Regions from separate parts of the Rattus norvegicus genome. Here all the other regions are linked to region 1. A link is a contact called in public Hi-C data. All regions are on one chromosome and are shown on one strand. The core of a region is the stretch at or near the end of the contact, and the rest is flanking DNA. Distances in the headings are between cores, read along the strand shown.

Region 1 (4,251 bases), core at 1,243-3,742:
GATTTTGCGGAAGAAACTGGGGGTGGTACTAAGGAAGAATGAAGCAGAGAAAGGAGAACCAGAATGGGTCATGATCCACGGTTTCCTCTCTACTGCTCTCAGGGTTCGTCTTCATGTAGGGAGTATTAGCTGGACCCTCTTAATAGGTTTACATCAGCTAGGACCTGGCACCAGTGATGGGCAGTTCTACTGGTCCCACAGCAGGTTGTCAGCCACTGTGTCTCACCCTAGCTGCCCCTGCCAGCTCTGTCAGAACATCTGACCCCCACTTCTGCATCTTTCTACCCTTCAGATACTTGAAGGCAGCTCTCATAGCCCGTGGTTTTCTCCACGATAGTCACCCACTTCTAACCACTTTTAAATACTTTACTCTTTGGAGCCTGTGCAGCTACGCTGCAGGGCCTGTGACTCGACTCCAGACAGTTGCATAAATGCAAAAGAGGCCAGGTGAACAGAGGTAAGATGGTTTCCTCCCTTCTGCTCCAGGGAAGGCCTTTTCACCTGTGACTCCACACCAACGCCACACCCCTTCCCACACTCTCCACAACCAGCACCCCCGGCCAGAAAGAAGGTGCTGACAGTAAGCAAGTGGCATTTACAGACACTGTCACCAGATACAACCAGGCATTTCACCCCTCACAAAACCCCACGGGCAATAGGTACTCTCATAGACGATGAATGATTCTAGTTTGTCTGTGGCCACAGCAGAGCTCTGGGACCTGCTCAGAGGGAGAGTCGGGAAATTCAACTTGTTTATGGCCTGCCTTGTTCCAGAAGAAGCCACTGAGTAAATCACTACCCCTTCCTTATGCTTTCCTGACTCAGACATGCATTTGTTAAATTAAAAAAAAATATCAAATTTAAAACAATAAAAATAGGTCTAATCTCAAAATGGTGCTCAGGCACTGGGAGGGGCTGGGACGGAGATCTAAGCCAGGCTTGTCACTCCCGGCTTCCACACTCACTTGGTTTTGGGAATCTATCCAATTGATGTGTCTGCCAGGGGATGTGTCATGAGAATGGAGCTAATTATCCCCATAATCCACACATTGGTGGAACCTATCACCGGAGGGAAACGGAGGTTATCTCAAGCCCTTAGCCAGACAGGCGGCCAAGGAGGCATGTACTGGCTAACCTTGAGTAACTTCGCCCCAAGCTGTCACAGGCTGGCTGCTTTGAGAACTCTGCCAAAATGAGGGCTTGGTTCCATGGGTCTCCAAGCCCTGGAAGGCCAGGCACTGCTCAGAAGCTCTATTGATCCCTCCTGTCCCACCGCCTACTAGCTAACTGCCCCACACTTTATTCTTCCCCATCTCTATCAAGATCCCTCTCCAGTTTCCTCCACTCTTCCAGTCCTTTTGCTGGCAGTGGGAAAGGGGAAGCCACTGCTGTTTGAGAAAACAACAGTCAGGGCCAACCAGGACCGTCACAAGGCCAGGGAGGAGGCGGCTGTGGCTAATCAAATCCGAATGTGGACCCAGCTCAGGGGTGGGGACCCTGGGGTTGGCCGGACAGATGCAGGCGGGGCGGCTCCCTCCAGGAGAGGTGGAAAAGATTGCTGCGTGGCACCTCGCTTTCAGGCTCACTATCTTCGAATACGAATGGGGCCCAACCGGGCAGGACCTGGGCAGCGATCATAACCGCTGAGATTTCCCAATTCTGATACTCTATAACTGTCTCTACGCTTTCCAGCAAACCCAATCCAGCCGCCACTGGTTCTCCGGAGGTGGCTGGGACCCAGTAGCTGTCAGATCTGGATGTCGCCTCGGCAAAGCAGAGCTCCGCTTCTTCACAAGTGGCTCGCTCTTTGGGACAGTCAGGCGACAGTTCTGCTGACCTTGTCCCCTTCCCCACCCATCTCATTTATCCTCCAAGAGTGTGCGCCCCAGGCTCCGTGCCGGCTCCCAGTCAGGGAAGACAGGGTCTAGATGTCCTCGGTCAGTTGCCCGGTAGAGTTTTAGGAAACTCTTCCCGCCGATTTCACTGCACTTAGACGCGATCTCGTCGCAATGTTCCTTCCCCAGAGCCCCTCCCTCAGCCCCCTGATGCCCCAACCCTTCAGCCCCGCAGCCCCGCACCTTGCCGCAGCGGCGCACGCGCCAGTTCAGACCGGTCCTCCGGGAAGGCGTCACGGAGGCGCTTGCACAGGCGGCCCAGGTCCGCGAAGCTGCGGTGCAGGTAGAGCACACTGCGGTCCGACCACTCGGTGCGGATCTCGAAGAACTCCTCCTCATCGCCACGCCGGCTGACGATGAGCCTGCGGATCCCGTTCACCCAGCAGCCGCGCACGAACATGTTCACGAGCGACGTGCCCTCAAACACCGCCGAGGCCATGCCGCGGGAGGCGCATGCCCCTGCCGCCGGGGGCGCCCTCGGCCCCCGACTGGGGTCCGCCTGGGCAGAGTGGGTCTGGGCAAGGGCGATCAGGAATTCTCTGTGGGACGCGGTCGATCCTCGCAACGGCCGTTAAGAGTCCCGGTGGGTAGAAGTTGATGCCCCGCGGATGTGCTCTAGCTCTTCGCGCACTCTGGGGCGGCTACGTGCGGCCCGCGCTCTGGGCGGCGTCGCCAAGAGTCTGTCTGACTGCTCCGGCTGCGGCTTTATAAGGCACTTCCCATCGCGGGCGGTGCGGGCGTCGACGTCGAGTCCGGGCTGCAGCACCTCCCTCCTGCCTCCCGCTGACCCGCCGCGGGCGGTCCCGGCCCAGGCTCCACGCAAGGCGCCGCCTCCCCAGTCTGCCCGCTGCTAAGCGGGGCGGGTCCTGCGCTCTCCCGGAGCGCAGGGCGACTTTCTGCTCGTTCCTACTCTGAATCCTCGGGATTCTGCCTGGAGTTGAGCACTCTGCCCGGCACTCGCGGGGGTGGGATTGACACGTCGCTGAAGTCCAGAGTCCCGAGGCGGCGCCGCACGGGGCGGGGACGCGGGCTCATACCGCACGGGGATCCGGACAGTGGGACTGGTGCTGGTCCCCGCGCCGCCCTCGACCCGCCCGGCCTGGGCCGGGACTCAGGCTGGCCCGCCCAGTGTCCCATCGGTTACCGGCGTCTCCGCCCCGGGTCCTCCCGCGCATTCCGGTCGTGCCTTAGCTTGTTGGAGGCCCGGGACGCGGCGGGACAGACCCACCAGAAGGCAAGACCGTGTGGTTCTTAGAAGAGGAGCCCCCAGGAGATCGGCCGGCCGGCCACCCGTGGGGTCGTCTGCTAAAAGGATATGGGGCAGAACTGTAGGGGACACGGGTCTCCCTGGAGAGAGAAACTCGGGAGGAGCTTAGGAAGTCCCCCTTGGCAGAGCTGCCCACTGAGAACGAATGCACCGCACTGCGCCCAATTGAAAAACAGTGTCTAGCATTAAAAATTTTAAGTTGGTTCCAGACACATTCTTCTGCCTAAAACAGAGGAAAAAGACTCTGCCTTTTGGGTTATAGAGAGTCAGCGAAGCCCAGTGTGGAACAGAGACATTAGAAACTAGCGACAGGTATTCCTTCTCTGGACCTCAGTGACCCTGATATCCGTTGACTTGTCAACACCGGCAGCGGGCTGGTATTTAGGTCGCTTTTGTCGCTGCAGAAACCTCCTGGACAAGGGAGTACCCCTCCTATTTACCAAAAAGTTCTGCTGAGGCATTCCTGGGCCAGCCTCCACTCCTACCTGGAACCCTGTCCCTTCTGAAGCTGTCCCCTCCCCCAGCACCATCCCCAGGATCCCCCAGAAGCAGCTCTTCAAACGCCCCATCTTTAGGGTAGAGTTTGCTGGGAACAATCAAGTCTTCAATTCGCTGCTGCTCAAGTGACCTAGCTGGGTGAAGCTGGCCTCCTCTTTGAGCCTGTCATTCCTGAGCGCTGAAGAAAGTGTTTTTATATTAACAGTAGATGCTTAAAGAGTTCTGGGAGTAAAGCTAGATGGCAAAGGAACAGTAGTCACAGTTGGAGCGTCACTGGTTGAACACACTATCTTTTATGCCGCGTAGAGCATCCATTAATCACTTTTCTATACAGCCTAGAAACTTCACTTAAAAAAAAAAAGATAGCACGGGTCTGGAGTGGCTCACATATGTAATTCAAGTAACCCAGGCAGGGACAGAAGACCTTCTGAAACTGGAAGTCAAGGTTCCACAGTGCTTTCCCCTCCCCTCCCCTCCCCCCCTTTTCTCTGTCTCTCTCTGTGTCTCTGTCTCTGTCTCTCTCTCTGTGTGTTTGTCTCTCTTTGTTTCTTTCTTACTCTCTTCCTTTATCTTTCTGTCTCTCTCTTTCTC
Region 2 (4,251 bases), core at 464-2,963, 410 kb after region 1:
CTCTTAATCCATGAGCCCCTCCTCTTCCCAGATGAGTCTAGCTTATGCCAAGTTAACGAAACAAAGCAAAACAACCAGGACACCCACGATAAAGAGACACACGCATCACCAGGCAGAAATGATAAAAGCAATAAATGATAACAAAGAAGTCCAGGCTGGCAGACATCTGGGTGAAGTCTTTGCCATTATAACCTTTAGTTCCTCAAAGGTTATAGAAATTTTCAGACCTCCACACACATATGAATTATGGTAGCCAATTAATCAGTTGGGCAGTTATTAAATTTTACCTTATATCTTCACTGACTATATTTTTTAATTTAATTAATTTCAAACATCCCAAAAAGCATACTATTTCATCCTTAAATACTTACTATTTCTCTGAAACACCAACATTTTATTATATAATCAATCATGGCACCATTTAACAATAACCAGGACACTGGTGCGTAATGGTAAAACTTGGTCCATATTCAAGTTTTCCCAACTGCCCCAGTGAATTACTCTCCTCGGGAAGGACTCAAGCAGGCTCCAAACATGTGGATGTAAATGTGATATTTTCCAAATCTCTTTATTCTGGAGAGAAGCAGAGGAGGCTACTCTGTGCTTTAATTGCACATCAAGGCCTAATATAAAAACAAAACAAAACAAAGCCTGCATACATATATGCCAAAGGGGAGTCAGCCATGCAACCCACACGTTAGAAACCATTCAAGCTGCGTATTAGAAACATGTCAACTACAGGAATCACTTGCTCAAAACGCGTTTAAGTTCCAACAGAGCTCAGGCTGTTACCTGCTTATACAGCGCATACAGTCTCAGCTTCACTTCATTTCCTGGGTCCTTCTTCAAGAGTTTCACCTGGTTCATTGCATTTTCGAAGTCCTGCTGAGTGGCTCTCATGGCTGGTCTGCCTAGGTGCAGTTTAGTCACTGGTAATCTGAGGACCTGCAGGAGACTTCAAACAGTGTTTTTTATTTCTTCCTGGCCCTCCATTTCTGCAGCAACAGGATTACTGATTGGTTCCAAGTCATACTGCTCAGAACGGCGTGCATCTGCACTGTTTTCCCTAAAGTAGGCAACCGACTCCCCACACACTGTAGTGCACACTTACTCAAATGGAGCATAAGTTTTGCCTTTTGAGAAAGTCTCTCAAGCCGCTGATTTTACTGCATGCATGCGGTTTCCAACCTTTGCTCCATAGTTCTTTGAATTGCTACATGTGGGTCACTCTCTCCAGCTACTTCTCTTAACAAAGTGAACTTACTGCTTGAAACCTCACACTGGTGATAACGGATTGCGAGCCAGCAGCGCTCAGAGCTAACTAGCAATATTGGACAAAGTGTCACCTTAGCCAAGGCACTGTGTGCCCTAGGAAGTTCCGGGATGGGCCTGGAGGCCTGGGTGCCCCAGGGACCGACGGAGGCGACCGGAGCGCGTCCATCCTTACCCTTTGGGACTCAGCAGAAGAAGAACCTTCGAGGTCACTCTTTAGAGCTCTCTCGCTGGGAAATCTCCAAAGGAATATCCTGCTGTCCCTCAGCCAGGCCAGACAGACGACAAAGCGGGCGGCTCCGTGGGCGGGCGACAAACCTCGCTGGCGACTTTGGGAGGGACAGTCGAGGCTGCAAGCTTACCTCGGACACCAGCACCGCGCCCGACTCCAGGTCACTGCCGCCATAGCTGGATGCTGAGGTCAAACTGAGCTCGGAGGCTTAGGCCCAGCTGAAACTGTGAGGGGGCGGAGCCAGAGGTGCGCTCCGGGCGTGGGCGGAGCCCGGGGCTGAGGGCGGAGCCAGGATGTGAGCTCCGGCCGTGAGCCGACCCTGGGACAAATAGGCGGGCGGAGCAGAACTTGGAAGAGAGCCTGGGGCAGGGGTGTGACTGGCAGCTCCTTCAGAGTTGAGAATGGGCGGGTTTCGAGGAGGAGCCTAGTATGCCTGGTCCAGGTCCAACTGTGTACATAGGTGACTGGAGCAAGATCTGGCGCAGGAGGGTCAGGGTACGGAGGCGGATCACTGTGCTCTGGGAATTTTAATCGGAGAGTCTAAACATATTCATTTAGAAACCCGACCATTTCCAGAATGATCAGTTAGGAGCACGTTCCTGAGTACGCTCAGTTTAAGGTCATGGAACATATGTTTAAAAGATTAAATGGACAAGACTGTTCCTGGATATGCTTATCTTGTACAATAAAGTTTAAGCTGAACATGAAATTGTATAAGCAGCATTAATGTAGGCGTTTGCCCTGAAGGTGATTCTCTTGCTTAGCAGAGGCCACAGCCTATAAACAGTGTCTGGCTGAAGACTGGGCTGGGGAAAGGAAAGGGAACCATTCTGAGTAGGGTGTTTGAGCTTGAGGATCACTGTGCCCACGTTAAGGAGTTTGGATTCTGTGCTAAGAGTACTAGAGAGCCCTGGAAGAGCTAATTGGTGAGGCTAAAGAGTTGACTAGGCTGTTTGAGCACACTTGAGGCTCTTGGGGTTTGGTTTCTCTTAATCTGCAGGGTGGGCCATAACCATTCATAATTCCAGTTCCAGGGGAACAGATCCATCTTATGACCTAAGCAGTCATCCGACACAGAGATGATGTGCATAATACAGGTATGCAAAACCAATTACATAAAGAAAGTTAAATAACTAGACAAAGTAAAATTTAAAAAGTTAGAAAAATTACATTTTTAAAACGGACCAATGGGCATACTTTTGAACTACTTTACAGCGCAGTCAAAGACACCCAGCACATCCCTTGAGAGTTTCCTTTCTGTACTAGAGTAAGAATGGCAGAATCCTCCTCAAGACCTCCCCAGAGTTCTAATCTCCACTCTGTTGGAGGACCGGGTCTCCCGGTTCTTATGAAGACCTTGGAGAAGGAGGTGTGTGGGTCAGTTATGTCCTACCTTAGAGGCTCGTTTGCAGGTGACCAGTGCTGTCTAAGGAAGGATTTGATACAGACTCCCAGGCCTGGTGGTCAACAGAGCCCAGAAAAATGTCCATGGAACTGAATCTCGGGGTTCCACTTCACAGTGTGTGCTCAGTATTTTGGGAGATGTTTCTTGAGATGGTGGCATGGAACCTACGATTGATGGAGCTGTCAGCCCGAGTGCTTGTTTCTGTTTATAATAAATACTAAAACCATCAGCTCACGCTATCATTATGGCATATAAAATTCTATCAATAAAGTGTCAAGAATAATTTTAATAATATGTAATTAATAGTGAAGGCTAGATATCTTAAAGAAGTCTGAATCCCCCCTGTCTCACTGCTGGCTCCCCTATATGGATCTGTTGCCCTTTAACAGTTGTTTTTTGAATTTACAAGCCCTCGCCACCTGTTTCTCTTCATCTAGTCTTTCTTCAGGCCTCATTGCTTCTATATTGCTCTTACTCAACTAGTACTGACTGGGTTTGTTCTAATTCCTACCTCTGCAGTCCATTTTCTTCCATTTCTCCGAAAGATCGCTCTATGTTGTAAACCTCACTGTTGTGGTTTGAACCGTGCCTCAGAGTTCATGTTTGGAAAACGTCATCTCCCAGCTCCTGTGTTGATGGCATTTGGAAGGAAGGCCTTTGAGCATCGGTTGAGACTGGACATTAACATGCAATGTGAAGAACCCAGCCAGGCGCCAGGACTTTGTCGCTTAGACTTCTCCAGAGTGCTGAACTGGCCTCTGTTGTCTGTGATTTAGCCAGCTGGTGGCTTTTGGTTGTAGAAACATAACATGGACTAGGAGACTGACATGACTCAAAATATTTTCTTGATCTTTCTTCAGTCACTGGAATTCGGTGTGTGTCCCTTCGCCTTATAAGTGAACCCAAACCTCTTAATGTAACACACAAGTCCTTTGAGATTTGGCTCATAATGTCAATCTTCTATTATTCTCGCTGTTTCCTTTTCATTCATTCACTCATTCATTTATTCATTATGTCAGGAGTTTGTTTTATTGTTGTTTGTTTGCTTGTTTTTGTTTGTTTGTTTTGAGATGGCCTAACTATGCATCCCAGGCAGGTTTCAAATATATAGTGATAATCCTCTTGCTCTCTCTCTTGAGTTCTAGGATTATAGGTTTACACCATGATGCCGAGCTCTTTTTTTTTCTTGATTTTAAAAACACCTGTTTTTAAAATTTTAAGTCTCATGATAAAGGCATCATTGGAACTTGTGATCATCCCCCTGTCTCAGCCTTTTAAGTGCTTGGATATCAGTGGACATCTCAGCCTAGACTTTGTATTTACACATGGGATGCCCAGCCTC
Region 3 (4,251 bases), core at 498-2,997, 260 kb after region 1:
CCAACATGTTCGTGTTGGTTCAATGCAGATAATGGAGAGTGATTTTTCTTTACTTTGAGCTTGCCCAATTTCACAAATGCACAGAACTGCTTTAAAACAACAAAAAATTAAGAGTAAGACAGGCATGATGCCTCAAGCATGTTAACAGCAGTTTGGCGTCTTCCCACAAAGCTCCAAACCCCAGTTCTAAACCTAAGTGCTGTCTAAATGGCTTCTACATTCTTCAAAGACACATGGAAACTACAAGAATTAAAGGGTTTTACGATGCTTGTAATTTGTTTGTAGTCTGTTACAACTAGCCTATTAAGAGCTCGCTGGGATCCATGCTAATCGTGTACGAAAGTAATAGCTTTCCACAGAAACAACATATTTCAAATATATTTTCCAATTATTTAAAGAACGCCCATCTCGTATGGAATAATACTTGAAGCAACCACAGATGGTGGAAAAAGATGAAGCGTTCACAAAGCCACGCTTGCCTCCAAAGCCTCAACTTTTTGCATTGTCTGCTGGCGGCTTGCCAAGCGCTGTGGTCTCCACGGTGTCACCGAACAGGGCGGTCCTCTACTTGAGGGCTCCAGGGGTGCGCACAGACGCAATCTTGGCAAGCCGCTCTGCTGACGTTGCGGCAGAAGAGAGGTCCGGGCTGAGGCCGGGAGGCGGGACAAGTTGAGCAGGAGCTGGGAACTGGCAAGGCCTCTTTACAGCTGCCCGCCGCAGTACTAAAGCAACAACCACCGCCGGTCGCTTTGAACACGCCCACGCTTTCTCCTGGACCTCAGTACGCACGCGTCTCTCTAGCCTGCCAATGACTTCCGGGAAGCTGGTTCCGCCGGGGAGCGCTCACTTCCGCTCCGATCCGCGGAAACCACAGCTCTGGATCGGGCCGTTCCGATACCAGGGCTTCGAAGCGTGGTTATGGGGGGGTTGGGGGATGGAGGTGGGGGGTGGCGGGGAGAAACAAGGAACTGTTTGGCCTGTCACTTTGTAAACGTTTCCTGCATGATTAAGCTAATGTTTCAACTTTTACTAACAGTAACAGCTTAGAATGCATTTAAACGTCTATTTCGCTCTCAAATGGATAATAGCGTGGAAATGAACTTGATGAAAATCAAAATCTTCAATGGAAAAGTTTGCCAGCATCAGCACATTTAGAAGTGCTTTAATTTTGTTCTTTTAAGAATGGTGTGTGTAAATCTGAGATTGGTCTCAGTTCGGTATCAGACAACGTCCATTATCTCCAACTTAATCTTCTCAGAAGCAGAAAACTTAATTCCCATATAAAGCATAACACAAAGAACAAGGTCAAAGGGGGATCTGGGAGTTTTTCTGGGTGTTTAAATTAGGCCAAGTCTACGAGCTCTCCGCTAATCAATCAGCAGCAACAAGAGACACAGAGCAATTTTCACCCACTACTGGACCACATAGAGAATCAGCGCTCAGAAATGCACTCTCAATACCAACATCCGACCCTTTTCTTTGCTCCTTTTCCCCAGCAGGTTCCTGCACTGAAACACTCAAACTTCCACACAGACTGGCGCTCTAGGTGAGTAAGGCCTTGATCTCCCCGTGGTCCGCCCCCTAGCCCCGGAAATTACATCACGGCACCCTGCGCCCCGCCCCCGGACGCAGAATTTTTCTATCCGGATTCTTAGCGCGGACTCGGAGTGCCGCTTTTCTCTACGTGCTTTGCACATGCGCGACTGCTTTTCCCTTCTTCCTCCGCTCCCACTGGCGTCTACGGTTCGCGGAGCCGCCGCCAGCACCGCGGAGAAGTCGGGAAGTTCAAGATGGCCGCCACGGAGCCCCCGTCGCTGCGGGAGCAACCTGAGTAAGTGCATCGTGCGGGTGGTTGGAGCTGGGCCGCCTGGCCACCGTGCGGGGGACGGCGGCGACCTGCGCGACGGGCGGGAAAGTTCAGGCCTAACGGGCGATAGCCAAAGTTTGCCTTTCCGCGCGCCTTCGGTGGTGCGGCGGGAGGCGTGGGAGCCGCCCGGGCTTTGCTGCCGGTGGGGCCGCGGCTGTTGGGGTGCCGGCAGCGCGGCCTGCTGCGCGTCGTTGCCCCGGGAGGCGGCGGCACGAGCGGCCTCTACAGGTCCAGTTAGCGTGGTGGCTGCTGCTGCCCTGAGGTCGCGCCTTCCTGCTCCTCCCTGGGGGACCGTGGAGCTCTGGTCTCAACCCTCGGCGATCTCCCCATGGGGGATCCAAGAGGGACCCGAGGGGCAGTGGCAGCCGGCAGGCTAAGCCCCACTTTCCTAACGCCTATAGTATCCTTGTGATCCTGCTGATAGTAAAAGCAGAGACAGGAGTGCTAGGGTCACACTTTTGACTGTCCCGGAAATTGTGCTAGCGAAGTCCTTCGCCCTTTACTCTTCATTCCAACCACAGCCCGGTATTTCTCTGTTCATTGGCAGCTTTCGAACTTTCAAACTTGAGGCAAAGTAAGGTAGACTACCTGGGTTTTGAGGCCTGGCAGTTTTTGCCCTACACCCTTTAGGAAGGGACATGGTAGAAGTATTAGGAATTATTGCTACTTATAAACCATTCTAGTCTGTGTTATAATTAAGCGAATATAGAAGTTCTTGAAGCCAAGAGAACATCCGTGAATACGCAAAAGGACTAGCTCTTAAATAAGAGCAGTGTTTTGTTTCCCACGTTTACGCTTGGAAACAACTTTAAAGAGAATACTATTAAAGACTGTTTGGCAACGGCACCCTCCCCACCCCCCATCTGCATTATCTATGCTTCCAACCTGTTTAGGAAAGCGTATGATACCGTCTCCAGCAACTTGTGGCAGAGGATGACTTTACCACCAAAGAAGCTTGGCTTCTTTGCTCAAGAATCTAGTTTGGTGTTCCCCTGTCATTTGCTTTACTCAGCTTGATAGAGAATTCATATTTTTATTAAGTATGTTTGAAAGTTGCATTGTTGTTGTGATAATTGGGCTTAGCAGAGAACAGATAGGGTTTTAACCAGACATAGCTTGTTGTTTTTCTAAGTTCATGGTGTGGCAGTTACAGGATGTTAGTCTAGTTTGATGGGTGTCTTCGGCTGTACAGCTGAGTACTGTTCAGGTAATCTGAAAAGTTCTTGGTATTATATCTATTTACCTAATTTGAGGGGAGAATTCATTTACATTTATTTTGAGTATGAGCCAGCCCTATTATTTGCATATTTAAATAATCCTGTCATTATAAACATGGATTTGTTTAGGCTCTGGCAACTGTACATAACACTGACCACGGTTTTTACTTTACCCGCCCTTCCCCCACCGAAGTTGTGGAAATGGAATTTTTTTCCGTGTGTCCTATTTTTGCTAATTTGAAAGTAATTAATGAAGTAATAACAATTTGATATGAAAGCAGGCACTATGTGTGTATTGTTGACCATAGTGCTCAGTGTCTCATGGCTTGGAGTTGCACTGAATAGCTTGTAGTTACAGGGAATCTATTCAACATAGAGAATCAAGAACACACATATTACATAGTTTAAGTTGTCCCCAAGGGCTCAAAGAGCTTTTGTTATAATGGCCTGTGCATTTGTCAACTTCTTTACTTCAGCTTTAAAAAGAAAAAAAAATCTATTCGAAGTCCCTAGGGACCAGGGACTATTCAAATCATTCAAATAGTAGCTCATTAATTCTTGTAACAGCACCGTGGAGCTAGATACTGTTATTGCTGGTATTTTACGGATGATGAGAATAACACAGAGAAATTAAGTAGTTTGCTCAAGGTCACACTGCGATAGACACATTTAACTTTGTACAATATGGTTTTAAAGGCCAGCTTCTGACTGCTGTGCTGTGACTCCTTTTTCACTTGCCCCTAAGATTTAAAATACATTTTTTTGCTGGTGTCCCAGAAAAATCGTTGTAGGGGGTGAGGAGAAATTTTAAGGATCAAATTAAGAGCCCTTTTGCACATGTTAATAGGCAAGTACTTTACCCCTGAGCCACCTTCTCAGTCTGAGATCATTGAGCAGGGCCTGGCACTAGAAGTAAACCTAGAACCTCACACACACTAGCCTAAGTGTTCTACCACAGTGATGCACCTCACTCCCCTGAGCTCAGGGGAGTGTCTCTCAGGCTGCCTCCCAAAGGTTGCCTTTACAAGCATGCCCTACCATGCCCAGCCAAAGATGTGCTTTTGATGTGTTGTTTCTAATACATTAAAATTTAATTCTTGGGACGTGATTTGGAAAAGGTAAAAACAGAAACTAGGTTTCAGACCAATTGGTCTTTGGGATCCATTC

What was found. A called contact is a pair of places that touch in the nucleus more often than the background predicts.
Region 2: a contact with region 1 is called in a Hi-C map of liver, with 2.9 times the contacts expected there. The contact joins the promoter of Eci2 here to the promoter of Pxdc1 in region 1. A contact is called at or near these places in 4 of 12 Hi-C or Micro-C datasets (Schwann cells, frontal cortex and liver).
Region 3: a contact with region 1 is called in a Hi-C map of kidney, with 7 times the contacts expected there. The contact joins the promoter of Prpf4b here to the promoter of Pxdc1 in region 1. A contact is called at or near these places in 12 of 12 Hi-C or Micro-C datasets (the A7r5 cell line, the Rat2 cell line, Schwann cells and 7 more) and 1 of 1 datasets of contacts at active chromatin or transcription factors (oligodendrocytes).

What each region holds. Positions count from the first base shown.
Region 1 is chr17:30,480,102-30,484,352 of GRCr8, reverse strand. Pxdc1 (PX domain containing 1) reads right to left here and starts at 2,492. Exons shown (of 5, transcript NM_001025719.1): 1 at 2,079-2,492. The coding sequence starts at 2,334.
Region 2 is chr17:30,073,228-30,077,478 of GRCr8, reverse strand. Eci2 (enoyl-CoA delta isomerase 2) reads right to left here and starts at 1,713. Exons shown (of 10, transcript NM_001006966.1): 1 at 1,635-1,713; 2 at 793-955. The coding sequence starts at 1,678.
Region 3 is chr17:30,222,416-30,226,666 of GRCr8, reverse strand. Prpf4b (pre-mRNA processing factor 4B) reads left to right here and starts at 1,747. Exons shown (of 15, transcript NM_001011923.1): 1 at 1,747-1,831. The coding sequence starts at 1,791.